3 separate regions of the Mus musculus genome follow, and regions 1 and 3 are each linked to region 2. Evidence: chromatin contacts called from public Hi-C data. All regions are on one chromosome and are shown on one strand. The core of a region is the stretch at or near the end of the contact, and the rest is flanking DNA. Distances in the headings are between cores, read along the strand shown.

Region 1 (3,434 bases), core at 890-3,389, 250 kb before region 2:
CTTTCCTTTCCTTTCCTTTCCTTTCCTTTCCTTTCCTTTCCTTTCCTTTCCTTTCCTTTCCTTTCCTTTCCTTTCCTTTCCTTTCCTTTCCTTTCCTTTCCTTTCCTTTCCTTTCCTTTCCTTTCCTTTCCTTTCCTTTCCTTTCCTTTCCTTTCCTTTCCTTTCCTTTCCTTTCCTTTCCTTTCCTCCTCCTCCTCCTCCTCCTCCTCCTCCTCCTCCTCTCTCTCTCTCTTTCTCTCTCTCTCTCTCTCTCTCTTTTTCAACACAGGGTTTCTTGAAACCCTGATGGGACACACTCGCTCCATTTCTATGACCAGTGTGAAGCATGTAGCTGAATTCTTGGGCCTCTGTTGATGTGAATGCCTCCGAAGACATTAGCTGACCTCTGGCAGAATTTCCCAGTATCCCCTAAAATGCAAAATAAACCCTACGTTGGAATCCAATTTTCTCTATAATCAGTTTGATACTTGGTGTGTATTTGTGTTAACATTTTTTTTTGATTATTTAAACAACAAACACCCTCAAATCATTTAAAAATCTTACAGAGAACTTGATTATGTTGATGAAGGACAAACTGGACTTTCCACATTTGAGCAGCAGGTGGCGCTCCTGGCATTTGGAATCGCACTGACGCAGCGGCTGAGCTCGATGGTGGAGGATGCAGTTTGCTGCTGGTGCATTGCAGTGGGCAGGAGGTGGTGATGCATTTTATTAACTTCCTGTTTTGCTTGAGACAAGGTCTTGTTACATAGCCATGTTGGTGTCAAACTTGTAATTCTCCAGCCTCAGCCACCTCAGTATTGGAGTAATTGGTGTGTACCCCACTGGAGTATTGGGTCATCCACACTCATTCCAGGCAGGAGGCCGGGCTACTGTTGAGCCTTTGGACTATGTTCTGTATTTGTTCTTTTAAGAGTGAAAAGTAGTTCTCAGTCTCTATTTTATACGAACCCGGGATCATTCTGTTTCCAGGGATAGGTAGCTGCTGAGACTGCCCCATTGTCCACCCTTAGGGCACCTCAGGATCTGGTGAGGCCAGGTGCCCTGGCATTTGGGTTCCTGGGTCCCTAGCTCTTTTTGCCCTGTTACTACCTAAGGTCTTAGGACCTCCACATGTCTCACTGCCTGATGCCTGAGAGCCTTAGAGATGCTCCTGAGAGCAGTGACTCTGCCTGGCACTGTCGCTCAGCAGCCCCTCCCCCAGCTCTGGGACATCAGTATCTCCTCATTGCTAAGGCAGGAAAAGGACAAACTTTGACCCCCAAGTTGGTTCTTCATCTTTTTTTTTGCCAAACATCCTAAAGGCCAAGGAACCCAAAGAGCTCCTATAGGAACCCAAGGAGACAAAGGCAACCGGGAGCAGAGAAAGCTAGAGGCTTACAACGAGCCTCCCAGCTGTGGGTCTGCAGAGCCTACTGACCTGCTTTGCCTGCTCTGAAGTGGGCAAAGTAGACTACACTAAAGCAGACTCCAGAGCACTTTCCAGAACAGTGTGCCTGTCTTGTCTGCCAGGATTACCCTGGTTAGGATTGTACATTATCATGGCTATTGTGAACACCGCTAGCTGGAGATACTAGTGCCCTATCCTTAACTAAGTAAAGAATCTCTGTGGACATCCTAATAAGAATCTGAAGTGTGTGTGTGTGTTTGTGTGTGCCTCTGTGTGTGTGTGTGTGTGTGTGTGTGTGTGTGTGTGTGTACAGGTGAGTGTGGAGCCAGAGGATAGCCTCAGGTCCTGTCTACTTTGTCATTTGAGACAAGGCCTCTCAATTGACCCGGGGTCCCATAGGCTGGCCAGCTAATGGGCCCCAGGATCCACCTGCTCTTACCTCTTCAGTGATGAGATACAAGTACACACCACCACGTGCAGCTCCTTAGAAGGGGTTCTTGGCTTGAGTTCAGATCTGAATGCTTGCATGGTGAGCATTTTATTGCCCCGGAGTTCAGACTTAATCTACCTTAGCCAAGAAGCTGAGTAAATTACTTTATTTGAAGTTAAACTAGGGTTTTTTGAGTTTTCCCTTACTACCAGGGCCGGTGACATCTTGACAAATGAGCAAGGGTGAACAGGTAAGTGTTCCTGATAGACTTCAGGCTGGGCAGCCTGGCAGCTCACTAAATAGCCACCAGGTGGCGCTGCATACAGCACTGCAGGCCACCTTTCCCGTGTGAGTCGCTGAGCCGTGGCTGGCCTTGGAAGTAGCATTGCTTGGATCAGGAAGGGTAGAGTTTTGCTTGTGCACAACAATGCCTTGCTGCTCATGCTCCTGACCTTGTACCCTAGGGACTGTAGCTATTATTGGTTTCTGATGAATGCTTTTCTGACAATCTGGCTTAGCATCTTTCTCATTTTCTGCCTTGCTGGGTTTAATGTCTCAAATCGGGATATTTCTGTCTGACAGATAAGGGCTGTATCATCAGAACAAGATGTTCTTGCTTGTGGTGATAAAAAGCCTCTACAGCGCTCGGCCCTGGCATAGCCTGATTCCATCCCAGGGCAGGGTGAAAGCCAGGGTGGCTGGACCAGGGGCCAGGGTGGGCAGTGCTGGAGTCAGAGGTGAAGAGGACTTCAGAGGAGGGGCTGTCACGAGAAAAGGCTTACAGTTGGAAGGATGATTAAGGTTGGAGAGGGGCTGCAGAAGGAGCTTAGGAACAGAAGTTCACAGAAAAGTACAAGCATGCTATTTGCATTTTAAAAATGTCTGCTTTGCCATAGACACTGAGCAAGCCAGAGAGACGTGTTCTCAAAGTTAAGATGGATCTGTCAAATTGCTTCTTGGAAACACATTTTCTGGGTTCAGTAGGGCACAAGTTTGGGTTGCATTTGCTATTGGGGATTCTTTGGCAGGGTGGTAGGCGGGTGATGTGGAGTCAGCTGTAAGCTACGGCCACACCCGAGGGCTGCCACACCTGAGGGCTTTGAGTCCTTTGGGTTTATTTGTGCTTATTCTCTGAGAGAGGGAGGGAAAGGAGAGAGGGCGTGAGATAGAAATTGAGATAGATAAATAGAAAAAGAAGGTTGGGCTTGGACATCAACCCGAGAGCATCAGTCTTTCTCTCCTTCTTTCCTCTTGTACTTTTTTCTTTTCTCTTCCATCTCTTCTCTCTCCCTTCTTCCCTCCCCACTGCTCGCTCTTTCTCTCACCCACAGCCCCAATTCTTGGGTCGGGAAAAGATTAGATCAGGCTAACTTAGAACTGGCCAGCATGAAGGAAGAGATAAGATCTTGAGATTGAACTGCTCATATTGTACATTTTTTTCCCCTAATAGCAGCTGCTGACAGACAAGAGACCCGTGTACCGCTGCAACCTTTAAAAATAGCTAAGGGTCAGCCAACATTTTAAGATTAGAAAACTAAAATGAGCTAGACATATCCAAAACATCGATTCTATTGATCACAACCCTAGAGCTGTGTTTCCACATGCTGAAAAATT
Region 2 (3,295 bases), core at 191-2,690:
TTATTTTGACTCTTCAATACATATACCCTTCTTGCTCTCAGTGGACTTAGTTACTGACACACTCACAAGGCTCCTTATGCTGCCTTTATTTTAATGTGCCCCTTTATTGATTCTAAACTACAAATCTGAACATATCACTTGTTTGTAATCTTTGATAAAATCTTGTTCCAAAAGTGTTGTCTTAGTTAGGGTTTTTACTGCTGTGAATAGATACCATGACCAAGGCGACTCTTATAAGGACAACATTTATTTGGGGCTGACTTACAGGTCCAGAGGTTCAGTTCATTATTGTCAAGGTAGGAGCATGGCAGCATCCAGGCAGGCATAGCGCAGGCAGAGCTGAGAGTTCTACATCTTCATCTGAAGGTTGCTAGTGGAAGACTAACTTCCAGGCAGCTAGGATGAGGGTCTTAAGCTCACACCCATAGTGACACACCTACTCTAATAAGGTCACACCTTCTAATAGTGCCAATCCCTGGGCCAAGCATATACAAACCATCACAAGTATATAAAGTTAATATTTTTCAAATCTGCATCTTTGCGTATTAAACACAAAGACTATGAGAAATTGAAAATCAGGCCATGTATATGTTCAGGTGTTACACACATGTGTCTCCATCTCCCCGATGCTTGGATTACAAACTGACACCACTTCACCTGGCTTTTCACATGGATTACGGATTGAGCTGAGGTCTTCCTACTTGTGCAACAAGAGCTTTATTCAGTGAGCCATTCTCTCGGGCCTCTGTAGCAAAACTAAGGCATGTTTGAAAGTTTTATGTAGTTTGCAAAGACATCTCAATAGGACAGTAGAATAAGGAGATGAGAAAGGCAAGCAGTCAGTTCCAAGATCACTCTCTGGAACTGTCTCCACCCCAGAGGGAGAGCTGGCAACCCCTGCTGGCAGCAGCTTTCATGCACTGGGGCATGGCCAGCAGCAGGAACATCTCTTGCTCCCAAGGGATAACATAGGAATCAGTTAATGAAGCGGCTATAAAAAGAATCCCACGAGGTGAGCAGGTCACAGGTACTGATGCTGGTTGACATGGGAATAAATTAAAGCTAAAAATTAGCACTTACAAGACAAAAAAACCCTGATTTGCCAGAACCCTGAGAGCTGGCTAAGTGGCTTTGGCAACAAAGCCTCTGCTTTTAGCTGCTCTGGGAGAAAGTTAACCCCTTCACATGAGACCAGACTCCAAATGGAGCCTTTTACACAACTCTACAAGTGAAACAAAGGAATCAGAATAATAGTAGTGGATGACTGAAAATTTGTAAACATTACAGATAAAAGCAATTTATGACCAGAAGTACTTCCATTTCTAAAGTGCTTTCTGGGAAAGTGTAAAGACTTAAGTTAGATCCTCACGGAGTAAGAAAGTGAAAGCCCTTACATGGGAAGGCTAAGGCCAGCACAGGTGAGCTGTTAATCGCCCAGAGGATCCTGGGAAGGCCCTTGGGTATGCTTGGTTTGTTTATTGCAGTGGCAAAGGGGAAGGGATGCCTTTGAATTGGGTACTGAGAAATCGTCACCAAGAGCCTTCATTCTGGCTTTCCTGAATCTGAATCCAAGTCTCAGTCCTGGGATGCAGGTGTTTCTCTGCTTTTAATTGTCCACCCTTACAAGTAAGGATTATCTTCAGACTTGAGGGTGCCCTGAGGATTACAGAACCATGCCAAATTATTGTTTGTAGGAACAGATTGCTCTTCTTTTTTTTCTTAAATCCAATTATGGGTAACTCTGCTCACCAAGTATGTAACTTTTCCCACCCGAGAGGAAGCCCGTGTCTGCTTATCCCTTGAATCTGTCTGGGCATGGACTTTTTGATTCATAGAAAGAGGAGACAGTGGCATTGTGCCAGGCCAGGCCTCGCTCCCCAGGGACCTTGCAAGGTCCACAAGTTGGCTGACATCGGCTAGGTTATCTGATGGAGCTGGCATTGCAGAGAGAACACGGCATCATCATCAATGTCTTGAGCCATGGCCAGAGGGGTGAGCCAAGGATCAGGCCTGGGCCACTCCATGTATTCCCCAAATTTTCTGCCATTCTGTTTGTGAATTTCGAGGCACTTCAAAATTATTTCATATTCTTCAGGGTGCCTGGTCACGTTCAAGGCAGGAGGCTGATGTCCTCCTGGGAGCGGTTCTCAGTGGGACTAATGCATATAAAGTGGGTGAATTAGGGACCTGGTTCCTGCACTGATGGATGGGAAGACTTGTGGCAACATCTTTGGATTCTGGAACTTCGCTCTCTGACCATCATGAAGGGACAGAGTCTCCAGGGTCCCTTTGCGTAGGACGAGGAACACTCCCAGGAGCTCCTTTTGAATGTCACTGTCTCGTTTCCCTGCTTACCAAGTCAGCGTGCCTCTCTGTTACACCGAGAAGTGATTGCTACCCCCATATTTACATAGTTTCATTTAGCTTTAATTGCACTAGTTACTCGTATACCAGACATTCACCTTTAGTATACACAGGAGAGTTCCGATTTATAAAAATTCACTTATATTGCAGTATTTGAAATACAAACGTTATTAACGGTGTTATCAGTGTGTGTGAGAGAAAGGGAGGAGTCTTATATATCTTATAAGTACTCACTATGTAGCTAGCCCCCTCCTCCTGTCTCCAACTCTTGAGTGGTGGTATTTACAGGTATGAGGCACCATGTCAGGGATTACATGGTGCTGCTGATAAAACCCAGGTCTTCAGTCATACTAGACAATCACTCCACTTTACCAACTGAATCTCATCCTCAGCCTTCCTCCATATATGAATATCTTCAAAACTAGGACAGTAATGAGTCTACTGCTCTACATATGGATTCTTTTTATGACAGTATATCTACGTTTATCTAAAAGTCAAATTGGCCCTGCATAGAATCTATGTATGCCCATGATTTATTGATTTTCCCATCTAACATGACACACATGGGCTATTACTTTTACTCAATAATGCTACAGCCAAAACAAAATTTCCTCAATTTTAGAAATTAATTCTTTTGTAAAGTAGATCACTGAGAAGGATACTGTCTGATGAGGAATAATGTCCAGAGAACAACAACAAAATCAGACTATACTTTTAGATGCTTCATTTTGGAGACATTTGTTAGTCACCATTTCCTAAATTCATGGGACACTGTAAATTCTAAAGACATGAGCAGCCGCTAGACCCCCCACTGAAACTAATTAAAGCCAGGGTCTCCAGGGCAGTCTCCAGATGCATTGCTTGGTAGAAGCTTGCAGAGCAAGTTTCTGACTAGTGTATTTGTTTATTGACCCAATTAGAAAAGTACCAG
Region 3 (3,437 bases), core at 809-3,308, 200 kb before region 2:
GCTTAGTTGTCAAGTACCCGCATGACTTTGATTCTCAGCATGGGGTGGTGGCAAGGAAACACATCTAAAAGATCAGGCTTTGAAAATTATTTATTTATGAATATATTTATTGGATTATATCTATACAGTATACAAATATATTTACGTGTACTGTATCTATATTGATAGTTTGGATTTTTTTCTAGATGTTTCTTGACTCTCACATGTGACATCATAGATACAGCACCACTGAGAGAGTCACCCATGAGCACACCCATCATGTAACGCTCTCTTTGTTTATTCAGATTTCTTTCTATTGTTCCAGCTCTTCTTTTTTTATGCTCCGTTTCTTCACTCTTCTTTTTATTTTTAATTTTTAAATTAAGTTAGTTATTATTAATTCTTACTTATTCACTTTACATCATGCTCACTGCCCCCCCCATTACTCCCTCCCCAAATCCTTCTTCTCATCCCTCCTCCACTTCTCTGCGTGGGTGGGGGGCCCCTGGGTACTTCCAGCCCCCAGCACATCAGGTTTCTTTCTCAGTCTCTCTCAGTGTTCACACACACTATTTATTAGAAGAGACAGGCCACTGTATCCTATAGCAGAGATGCTCCGCATCGCATCATCTCATTATGTCCCAGTGGACCCATTCCCTTTGCCCCACATCTCGGCTGTTTCTAATTTTATGCCATTTGAAGCAGCAATATGCCGTTATAAACAGCACTGAGCAAAAGCTATTTTCCACTCATAAGATTCAAAAATAGAGTTCCTGGATTCCCAAGCCACTTGGTTTTAGAGGAACAAGTTTATTTGTTTACTTGTTTCACTCTTGGTTCTCCTGTGCCGGACACTTCAGAAGTTGTCAGCAGAGTCTCCCAAGTCTGTTGAGTTGAAAAGCTATGTTTTATTTCTGGGTCTGTTCTGAACATTACAGTTCTCAGTGCATTTGCTTATGCTCCTGTTCGTAGGTATGTAAGCAGGGTGCAGGACTCCGCCTTATTCTTGGAACATTGCAGTCTCTCATTCCCCGGAGACCTAATCAAAGGCCGATCCCTGAGTCAGTGCCATTGGCTTCTCAGCAGGAGAAGTCACCAGGAACTGGCAGGACGTTCATAAAGATAGGGCATGCTCCTGTCTTTTCTTGTATCTAATTTTTAAAAATTTTGTATGTGTGTATGTGTGTGTATGTATGTGTGATGTGTGTGTGTATGTGTGCATGATGTGTGTGTTTGTGTGTGTGTGATGTGTGTGTATGCATGCATGATGTGTGTGTTTGTGTGTGTATATGTGTGTGGTGTGCATGTGTGTGTGATGTGTGTGTTTGTGAGTGTATGTGTGATGTATGTGTGTATAAGTGTGTGAGCATGTGTGATATGTGTGTGATGTGTGTGTGATGTGTGTGTGTCTGTGTGCTCTGGAACTGAGCTCAGGCACCTTTGCCCATTGAATCATCTCGCTTGTCATGTTTTTGTTTTTTGGAGAAAGGGTCTCACAGATCCCAAACTGACCTTGATCGATCCCTTAGTCAAGGGTGCCTTTGAATTCTGAGCCTCCTGCCCCACTTCGGGAGTGCTGGGCTTGCAGGTGTGTGGGACTGAACCTGGTTTTGTGCAGGGTCCTGCCTCAGCTATCTTCTCATAGGAAAGCAGACGTAATCACACAGGGCTTGCAAGACAGAGACAAGGCAGGCATGGGAAGACAGGGGAGAGCTAAACAAACACACACACACACACACACACACACACACACACACACACACGCGCGCATGAGCACACACAAACATATTAAGCACTCTACCTTATGAGCTACATCCTCAGCTCTCTGTTTTCTCAGCTCTTCGTTTTCTCCTCCTACCCCCGTTTCTTTGTCTTGTTTTGGTTTTAGAGATAGCGTCCCCAAGCTCACCATGCAGCCATGGGCGATGAAGAAGCCTGATCCACAGCACCGCATCCAAACAGTCCATGCATCTTCTGTGCCAAGTTTCAATGATCTTGGCACTCCCTTCCTAGGTCACCACTTCTACTAAGTTTGTAGGTTCTGAAAGTAGATTTATTATCCACAGGGCGTCTGGCTTCTTGGCTCTAGGGTCTGTCAACTGTCTGTCAGCTCCACAATGGAGCCATTTTTCTCTGAACAGCTGACCCCACCAGCAATCCTGCTGTGGCTTTTGTGGTTTCTTTTCTCTAGAAGACCCATGTTTTGTTTCTCCCTCATATATTTGGTTTATGACCTGGACACCTTTCTCTTTATAAAAGCTGTAAAGATTTTATAAATGACCAATCATCTTGATCATTTGTTTAGGGAAGTTTATTTCCATCTTGAAGATGTCACTTGGCTCTGACCTTGCTCCTTTGATATGTTTGTGTGTGCTCATGCGTGTGTGTGTGTGTGTGTGTGTGTGTGTTTGTTTGTTTGTTTAGCTCTCCCCTGTCTTCCCATGCCTGCCTTGTCTCTGTCTTGCAAGCCCTGTGTGATTATGTCTGCTTTCCTATGAGAGGATAGCTGAGGCAGAAACCTGGATGCTCCCAGTGGGAGATGGCAGAGTCTGGCTTTGCAGAAGAGGCTGAGAGCAGTGCCCTAAAGAAATGGGTGTGTCAGGCTGGAGAGATGGCTCAGTGCATAAAGTGCTCTGAGTGTGGTGCTAGTGTGGGATCTGAGTTGGGATTCCCAGAATCCTCTGTAGCATTCATCTGTAATCCTAGGTCTCCAAAGAAGAGATGGAAGGCAGAGACTGGAGAATCCATAGCAGGCCTCAGGCCAGGCAGTTTAACATAAACAAAGGTCACCTGAGTTTCTCATCTGTCATCCACATGCATACGCTGACACACACGGTCCTGTTTGGTTCTCCTTCCTCCCTCTACCTCCCTCTTACACACACACACACACACACACACACACACACACACACACACACACACACATATATATATATATATATATATAGAGAGAGAGAGAGAGAGAGAGAGAGAGAAATACAGTATTTTTAAAAGGTAATTCAGCACTCCAATAGCCAGGCAGGTCGGCTGGGTGGGGTGTGAGGACAGTGGGAACTCCTGAGGGTCAGAGGGGGTCCTGCATGTTTTACCTGTAAGCTCAGCTCAGTGCTCACATGCAGAGCTGAGTCACATTTATGTGTGCAGAAGCTAATGGTGAGAGGTACACGGGACTGAGGGACACACAGCGCCAGCTCCTAGGTGCCATGTACCTCTCCCAATTTTCAGAGCACTGAGAGAATGGGAGCTGCGTCCTTTCTGCAATTCAATTCCCACATGAGCTTTCTCTGTGAGCTAACCAGACCCGGAGCCAGGAAATCTCGAGATACTGTTCCAGGTTAGGTCCTCATGGGCCAGGCCTGCAAAGCCATAGCATGTTAGACACTGATTGTGTAGTGTCTGATAATAAATGTCACCTACTGTCATGGTCATATTAGGAGGAGAAAGAGGTGGAAAGTTTT

Evidence for each region. A called contact is a pair of places that touch in the nucleus more often than the background predicts.
Region 1: a contact with region 2 is called in a Hi-C map of the N1E-115 cell line, with 16 times the contacts expected there. The contact joins two enhancer-like sites. A contact is called at or near these places in 1 of 15 datasets of contacts at CTCF or cohesin (embryonic stem cells), 13 of 484 Hi-C or Micro-C datasets (the N1E-115 cell line, bone marrow-derived macrophages, cardiomyocytes and 9 more), 4 of 115 datasets of contacts at active chromatin or transcription factors (astrocytes and embryonic stem cells) and 1 of 9 other capture datasets (embryonic stem cells).
Region 3: a contact with region 2 is called in a Hi-C map of the N1E-115 cell line, with 3 times the contacts expected there. The contact joins two enhancer-like sites. A contact is called at or near these places in 6 of 484 Hi-C or Micro-C datasets (the N1E-115 cell line, bone marrow-derived macrophages, embryonic stem cells and 2 more) and 1 of 9 other capture datasets (embryonic stem cells).

What each region holds. Positions count from the first base shown.
Region 1 is chr9:111,495,127-111,498,560 of GRCm38.p6, forward strand. No RefSeq gene overlaps it. Among named protein-coding and RNA genes, the nearest start is that of Dclk3, 58 kb to the left of the region's middle. Within about 2 kb of position 2,140, at least 11 of the 459 cell types and tissues checked have an H3K27ac peak or open chromatin away from gene starts, as enhancers often do. A contact at or near this core is called in the N1E-115 cell line, where this site is marked.
Region 2 is chr9:111,744,486-111,747,780 of GRCm38.p6, forward strand. No RefSeq gene overlaps it. Among named protein-coding and RNA genes, the nearest start is that of Stac, 56 kb to the left of the region's middle. Within about 2 kb of position 1,441, at least 3 of the 459 cell types and tissues checked have an H3K27ac peak or open chromatin away from gene starts, as enhancers often do. A contact at or near this core is called in the N1E-115 cell line, where this site is marked.
Region 3 is chr9:111,546,488-111,549,924 of GRCm38.p6, forward strand. No RefSeq gene overlaps it. Among named protein-coding and RNA genes, the nearest start is that of Gm36088, 26 kb to the right of the region's middle. Within about 2 kb of position 2,059, at least 4 of the 459 cell types and tissues checked have an H3K27ac peak or open chromatin away from gene starts, as enhancers often do. A contact at or near this core is called in the N1E-115 cell line, where this site is marked.